Regions from separate parts of the Mus musculus genome. Here region 1 is linked to region 2. The links are chromatin contacts, called in public HiChIP or PLAC-seq maps. All regions are on one chromosome and are shown on one strand. Each heading gives the region's core, a stretch centred on a gene start, on an enhancer-like site or on the middle of the called end of the contact. The rest is flanking DNA. Distances are from core to core; before and after follow the strand shown.

Region 1 (3,817 bases), core at 291-2,790, 360 kb after region 2:
AAAACACGACCGGGTTCACCACGCGAAAACAGGAAGTATGGATCCCTGCCCACCGTTGCCTGGAGAATGGGCGGGGCCGTCCTTCCCCAGGATGCCCGGGTTTGGCACTCCTGGCTCTAGACCCTGGAACTAGCTCTTCCGGATTGGGGATTTAGCTACTCACTCTTATATTGGTCAGCCTTTATCTGATGGGACTCACATGAAGCACCCCAATGGTTTCTATCCCAACACACAACTAGAGAACAGCCCCCCGGCCGTGTGTGTGTGTGTGTGTGTGTGTGTGTGTGTGTGTGTGTGTGTTAGAAGAGGTTGTAAATTATGTGTATGTGGAAGTGCACATCTGTGTGCCTGTGGAGACTAGAAGACATGGGTGTTGTTCCTCAGGTGACACCCTCTTTGTTTTTGTTGAGAGGCAGTCTCACTGGCCCAGAGCCTAGGGTGGCTGGCCTACAAGGCCCAGGAATTAACTCTTCTGTCTCCATCTTCCTACCACTGGCATTACAAGCATACATCGTCCTATCTGGTTTCTTTTCGAATAGGTACTAGGAATGGAACTCGGGTCTTCATATTTGCAGGACGAAGCTCTCTCCCCAGGTCCCTGTGTCTTTAATCAGTGTCTACAATGAAAGCCCCCAAGCCAATGTAACACATAAATCAGGTTGAGTCCACTGCTATCCCTAGTCCTTGCCTCTCTGGGGTACTCCCAGAAGTGGACTCCACACCTCCCAAGCCTGCGTCTGTCATTAAAACATGTATTCAGCTGGGCAGTTGTGGCTTTAGTCCCAGCACTCAGGAGGCAGAGGCAAGTAGAGCACTCAAAATCTCCACAATTGATTTTTAAAAATATTTATTTATTTATTTATTTATTTATTTATTATATGTAAGTACACACCAGAAGAGGGCATCAGATCTCATTATAGATGGTTGTGAGACACCATGTGGTTGCTGGGATTTGAACTCAGGACCTCTGGAAGAGCAGTCACTGCTCTTAACCGCTGAGCCATCTCTCCAGCCCCTACAGTTGATTTTTATGTGTGTGGGTGTCGATGAAGCGGATTTGAGCTAAACCAAGCTAGAAGGATTCTAGCTCCTTTTTCTAATATATATTTATTTGGGTGCACATGCGCGAGTGTGTGGGTCTACCGCACATACTATGACACACATATGAAAGTCAGAAAACAACTTTTCTGCTCTCTCCTTTCACTCTGTGAGCCCCAGGACTCACCAGGCTTAGTGGCAAGTGTCTTTACCTACTAAGCCATTTTAACAGTCCACACAGAACGCACTTAGCATGGTTTTGCTACAACTGAATTTGACAAGGGAGTGTTAGAAGGGCCTAGGGAAAGTCTAAGTTTGGTCAAGCAATGCCTGTGTGCACACTGCAGCCCTTTAGCCTTTACAGAGCAAGAAGTCGCAGACGGCACAGGGGGCGGGGGAGGCAATAGCAGAGGAGAAACTTGATTCACAGCCCTGGAGACTTCCAGAACATCCAGTCCAATGGTCTCATTGTGCAGATGAAGAAAATGAGTCACATTTGCTGGCCTCTGGCCAAGGTCAAAAGCACTCAGGTCCCCAGACTCCCTAGCTAGACAGATTCTCTCGGCTCTACGGCCAAGAACAGTTGGGGATGGAGAATGGCTCCCTAGCCCTGTCACCTGGCCCCTTGTTGATCCCCTTCAGTAATGATGGGGGTAGGCAAGCTTCATGCCAGTGGGGAAATCAGACTCCCAGGGAGACACATTGAGATGTTCTGGGAGAGACCCCAGACACCCCCACGTCGAGTGTGCTATACCGATGACTATGCTTATTTCTGGTACCCAGTAAAGCCGGTGACTGGTACAATCCATCAGCTGTCGGGCCTCTCTGCCTAGCAGCTCCCGGAAGACTCCAGAGTGTTCTCTGAGGCTGAGCCAGAAAGGGAGGGGCTGGCTGGGGTGCAGCTGGCAGAGGCCTGTCAAGGGTGTGGCTGGCATGGCCAAAAACTCAGGCACTTTCGAAAAGGGAGGAGGGAGTCACTTCTCAGAGCACTCCAGACGTTGAGGTTACAGACAAGAGGAGGGGCTCTTCCATGGAGGAAACCCCAGACTCCGCAGAAGTGGGGCTATGGCCTGTCAGCCACAGAGTTCAGGGAAATCTCTAGATGATAAAGTTGCTCCTGTCTCTTCCCCCTCCCACCCCTCTACCCTTCCTGCCCACCCCAGCTCCTCCATATATCTCTGCTTGGCCTTGAACTCATTATGTAGAGCAGGTTAATCTCAGACTCAGATCTGCCTGCTTCTGGCTCTCAACTGAAGGCTTGGACCATGCTCCTCCTATACCTTTCTCTTCTCTCTCTTCTACCCTCCCTTTCTTCCCTCTGTGTCTCCCATCCTCTTTTTTTTTTTTTTTTTTTTCTTCAGTGCTGGGAATTGAACCCAGACTCCATGATAATGCAGAGGAGTTCTACCACTGAGCCATACCCCATGCCATCTTTTGACTCTTTTTTTCTTATTTTTATGTATATGGGTGTTTTTTTTTACCTGCCTCCATGTCTGTGCACACATGTATGTAAATCTAGAAGAGGACTTGAATCTCTTAGAGCTAGAATCAGGGGCTGGGATTCGAACCCCGGTCCTCTGGAATTGCAACAAGTGCTCATAGCTGCAGAGATAACCACTGAGCTGTCTCCTCAGCCTCCTTTTCTTGCTTTTTATTTTGGGATATAATCTCATTCTGTAGCCCAGGCAGACCTTTGCTTTCAACCCATCTGCATCGGCCTGCAGAGCAGGGAGAACAGCATCCCCGTGTCTCCAGCCACACACACACACACACACACACACACACACACACACACTCACACACACACACACTCACACACACACACACACTCACACACACACATACACACACACACATACACACTCACACACACACACACACTCACACACACACACACACACACACACACACGAGCCACAATGTCCAAAATGAAAGAACACAAACTGGGTATGGTGGCACACACTTGAAAGGTAGAGGCAGCAAGACGTCACAAGTTCAAAACCAACCTAGTCTACACAGTGAGTTCCAGGTCAATTAGTGTCACATAGCAAGACCCTGTCTCAAACAAGCAGAACAAAATGAAAATAAAAACTTGAAGGCCACTGAGAGAGACGCCAGCTCACCAGACATACTTCATGACATTTGGGACCCGGCACAATGATGTCAGTTAAGTAAATGAGAGCCACTGGGTAGAGGCTCTCCCTGGGATGACCGGAGTTCAATCCCAGGAACCCACATGATCAGAGGAGAGACTGCCTCTGGTGAGCAGTCTCATGGCATCCAAACATGGGCCATGACATATGTGCCCCTTACCACAGACACAAATAAATGTACTTAAAAGAATTATTTAATAGGCAGATGAATTAGCCCTGGTTTTCAAATCATGAAATGTAGGTTTAAGAGGCTATCAGACCAGTACCAAGTTTCAAACTCAGCCCTGCCTGTCTGACCCCAAAACCCAGTTTCTCCCCAACCTGCTTCTCATCTCAGACTTGAGAAAGCTACCAGGGCCCCGCCCCTGTGATGGGGCAGGTTGGTCATAAAGCCGGTCCTGCTGAGAAAGAGCTGCAAGTCTTTGGATGAACTTTGGATGAACACTAGTCAGCCCAGCAGTGGGGAGGCTGAGGCAGAGAGGTTACCACGTTAGACACCAGCCGACGGTACACAGTGAAGTCCAGGCTAGCCTGGGCTAGGTAAGGAGACGCAGTCTCAAAAAGGAAAACAGAGGAGTGGGGAGACCATCAGCTGTTAAGAGCACAGGCTACTCCTCCAGATGACC
Region 2 (4,059 bases), core at 375-2,874:
TGAGTTCAAGGTCAGCCTGGTCTACAGAGTGAGTTCCAGGACAGCCAGGGCTACATCTAGCTGTAGCCTATCTCAAAAAACCAAACCAAACCAAACCAAACCAAACCAAACCAAACCAAACCAAACCAAACACCACTCTGGTGTTTAGCACAGCATGGACCTCCATGCTGAAATCATTTTCAGAAAGTTTTAGCTAGATTGTAGAGACACATTCGTGTCATCCTAGCACTGGGGGATTGAAATGGGGCATCAAGAGGACTAGGTTAGCTTCAGTTCCATAGTGAGTTCAAGGCTAGCCTGAGCTGTGTGAGACTCTATCTTAAAGAAGGGGTTTATAGTGTTCTTTTCTTCTCTCTTCTTTTCTTCTCTTTTCTCTTCTCTTCTCTTCTCTTCTCTTCTCTTCTCTTCTCTTCTCTTTTCTTTTCTTCCTGTTTTGTTTTTTTAAGACAAGTTTTCTCCGTGTACCCCTGGCTGTCCTGGAACCCATTCTATAGACCAGGCTGGCCTCAAACATTCTGCCTCTCAAGAGATGGAACTAAAGGTGTGCAACACCACCATCTGGTTTATAATTGTCTTCACATAAATGTGTGTGTGTGTGTGTGTGTGCGTGTGCGTGTGCGTGTGCGTGTGCGCCTGTGCGCCTGTGCGCCTGTGCGTGTGCGCGTGCGCGTGCGCGTGTGTGTGCGTGTGTGTGCGTGTGCGTGTGTGTGTGCGTGTGCGCCTGTGCGTGTGCGCGTGCGCGTGCGCGCGCGTGTGTGTGTGTGTGTGTGTGTGTGTGTGTGTGTAAAACTTGCAGGAGCTGATTCTTTCCTTCTTCTGTGGGACCTGGAGATGGAGCTCAGGCTCTTAAGTTCTGGGATAACAATTGCGGCGCATCACACCACACTCTACCCTTCCTGGTACACTTTCAAGATGGCCAACACTGCATCTTCATCTACATCCGTATTTCTGACCTTCACACACCTAGTTCCCACCTCTTGTATTCCTTACAGTGAACTCGCTCATTAAGTCTCACTTTTTTTCCCCATGCATTCTGGGGTTTCATTTCACACAACAAGGTCTGGATTCTGTCATTCAATGCACAAAAGGTCAGCGTCAAATGGGAGGGCAAGGACCAGGGCGAGGGATATAGCTGAGTTCTCCATACAAAGCCATTTAAGCTCTAGTTTAAAACAAAACAAAACAAAATTTAAAAATAAATAAATAAAAAGCCCAGTGCGTGAGTCAAACAAAACAAACCCACAAAACATTCCAGCCCCCAGGACACAACGCCGTCTGGGACTTTTGCAGTGGCATGGTCACTTCCCCAGCTTCTCTTTAGCTCGAGCCTGGTCCTTCCAATCCCACCTGTCACTGCTGCTGGCTCCCTGTGACTTCTCTGAAGCTGAGAGGCACTGTACAGTTCCAAGTACTCTCACAAGTAGCTGGAGATGATTAATCCCGCCTCCCTGGGCTCTTTCTACTATTTTTAGGCATCCCTTGATGTTGTGGTTACAGAAGGCTGAGCCTTGACCACTCAGCCACTCAGCCCCTATTTATCATTTCATCATTCACATCCCAGCCTCCTCTGCTCCAAAAGTAACTTGAACTCTGCAATCAAGTGTGATTCATCCCCGGCTCCAGCGTCTGGCTCTGCAGACCTATCTGGCTCAATAGTGAGCGCCGGGGAGGGCATGCTGACATTCCAAAGACCTCACTCATTCCAACTTCAGTGGATCTCAGTAGCACAAGCAAAGAAGACAACAAGATGACAGGTCCCACCCTCAAGGGACCAGACAGCCTCCCTGAGTGGAGCAACTCATTCCGCGCCTGGCACAGCAAGCCCTAAAAATGTTATCCGCTGATTGATTGACATGGTGATCAGAACATGGTACCAAGAACGTAGCCACAGGGGAAAGACAACAGCAAAACCAACCAGAAGGGCTTACGGGATTACAGGCACCTTGGCAAAGAGAACCCTAGATTATCCCTCATTGGGGACATGAATATTCCAGCCCTAAAGAAAGACAATAGCTGCTGCCTCACCTAGGGAATGAGAAAAATTGCCATTTTGGGATGATTTACCAGGCTGGGGATGAAATCAAGGACACATACACTGGACAAGTGCTGTACTGCTGACCCACACCCTCAGTCCCTCCCTGGGGGATTCTAGGCAGGGGCTCTACCACTGAGCCACGCCCCCAGCCCCTCCCTGGGGGATTCTAGGCAGGTGCCCTATCTACCTCCATCTTGCTGCCCCAGCATGGAAAGGTGTTTGTTGTTGTTTTGGGCATTTGGGGGGGGGGGAGGAAGGTTGTTATTGTGGTTATGTTTGAGCTTTTTCTTGAATAATTTTCTAAAATACCAATAATCATCATTACATTTTTTGTAGCCATGTTGTACACACTTATAATCCTAGCACTCAGGAAGCTGAGACGGGATCACTGTGAATATGATGTCAGTCTGGGTTAGAACAGTGAGTTTCAAGCCAATGAATATTAAGAGTGTGAGAACTTGCCAGGCAGTGGTGGCGCATGCCTTTTATCCCAACATTTGGGAAGCAGAGACAGGAGGATCTCTGAGTTCAGTACCAGCCTGGTCTACAGAGTGAGTTCCAGGACAGCCAGGGCTACACAGTGAAACTCTGAAAAAAAAACAAAGTGTGTGTGAACTTGTCTCTTTAAAAAAAACAAAACAAAGCGAGACAAAAGCTACAGCTGTTTGTATGCTGTGGTGGTTTATGTTGTTGTCCCCTTGACAGGCTCAAGAATCATCCAAGGGACAAACCTTCAGGCACAGCTGTGAGGAACTCTTCAAATGGGGTAAATGAAATGGCAAGACCCACCCTAATGTGGGCGCCACCATTCCCTAGGCTGGAGGCCTTTACTAAATAAATAGAAGGCAGGCTGAACTCCAGCAGCCATCTCTCTCTCTCCTCTCTGCTTCCTGAGCTTCCTGACCGTGGTTGCCATGTGACCAGCCATCTCACGCTCCGCCATGTTCTCCCCACCCTAGGGTGCTGTACCGAGGAACTGTGAGTCGAAACAAACACTTCTTTTCTTCCTTCCTTTTTCTTTCTTTCTTCCTCTTCTTCCTTTTCTTGGAAACAGGGTCTCTCTATTAGTAGCCCTGGCTATGCTAGAGCTTGCTATGGACTTGAACTCACAAAGATCTGCCTGCCTCTAACCCTGTTAGTGCCAGGATTAAAAGTGTGTGCCACCCCATCCAGCAAACCCTTCCCTTCTGAGGTTGCTTTTGCCAGGCATTTTCTCACAGTTGTGAGAAAAGTAACATATGCCAGTCTCTTGATTACCACAGAGGGAAAGATGGTGAAATATACGCTACAAACACAGAGACAAGAATGTTCACTATGTCAGCACTTGGTACAGAAAAAGGTGCTTGTTTTTATTTTTGTCCCAACGGAGACATAAATTCAGCCCCCAAAGAGGTTTAAAACTCCCCCTCTCTGAGAGTTCTATTTTTAGTTTAGAAGAACACTTGAGATACAAAAACAACATTAGCCCAAAAAGGTCAGACTTTCTTATGGTCATTCTGTCTGCCCAGTAGCCCAAAATGAAGAGAAGAGGGGAAAGAGCAGGTGGGGGCTGTCTGCCAGGAGGGGGGCTCAGGCTTCCATGCATGAGTGGTATTTCAGGGCTGAACTCTCTGTCTCTGTCTCTGTCTCTTCCTCTCTCTCTCTCTCTCTCTCTCTCTCTCTCTCTCTCTCTCTCTCTCTCTTAGGCATGGACTGGTTGTTCCCTGCTTTCTACACTTGGCAGTTTCCTTTTCCCCCAGAAAGAGTCCAGGGCCCTGTCCCTCACCACTTGCTCTTGAGAATGGGATAGAGGGGGGAAGGAAGAGGGAGACAGAAGGGGAGAGAGGTTGGCAAAGGGATTATTCAAGGCGAGCTCTCCCCATGTGTTGCCTGGAGTCACCCACAGCATGGCTCCCCTGAGGTTGACAGGGAGGATGCCTGGCTCACCACATTCCAAGACAGGAGTGGGGGTCTTATGCTTAGACCTTTTGTTTGAGATGGAGTAGTCCATGTAGCCCAGGCTAGCCTTGGATTTGTGATCCTCC

Evidence for each region. HiChIP or PLAC-seq counts read pairs in DNA pulled down with a chosen protein or histone mark.
Region 1: an HNF4G HiChIP or PLAC-seq map of pancreatic cancer cells shows a contact between it and region 2. The contact joins two enhancer-like sites. A contact is called at or near these places in 1 of 39 promoter capture datasets (the HPC-7 cell line), 3 of 115 datasets of contacts at active chromatin or transcription factors (the NIH/3T3 cell line, bone marrow-derived macrophages and pancreatic cancer cells) and 1 of 9 other capture datasets (embryonic stem cells).

The regions. Positions count from the first base shown.
Region 1 is chr5:135,878,106-135,881,922 of GRCm38.p6, forward strand. No RefSeq gene overlaps it. Among named protein-coding and RNA genes, the nearest start is that of Gm22450, 4.4 kb to the left of the region's middle. Within about 2 kb of position 1,541, at least 146 of the 459 cell types and tissues checked have an H3K27ac peak or open chromatin away from gene starts, as enhancers often do. A contact at or near this core is called in the NIH/3T3 cell line and pancreatic cancer cells, where this site is marked.
Region 2 is chr5:135,520,962-135,525,020 of GRCm38.p6, forward strand. All of the region lies in intron 1 of Hip1 (huntingtin interacting protein 1), which reads right to left. Among named protein-coding and RNA genes, the nearest start is that of Gm52790, 13 kb to the right of the region's middle. Within about 2 kb of position 1,625, at least 71 of the 459 cell types and tissues checked have an H3K27ac peak or open chromatin away from gene starts, as enhancers often do. A contact at or near this core is called in the NIH/3T3 cell line and pancreatic cancer cells, where this site is marked.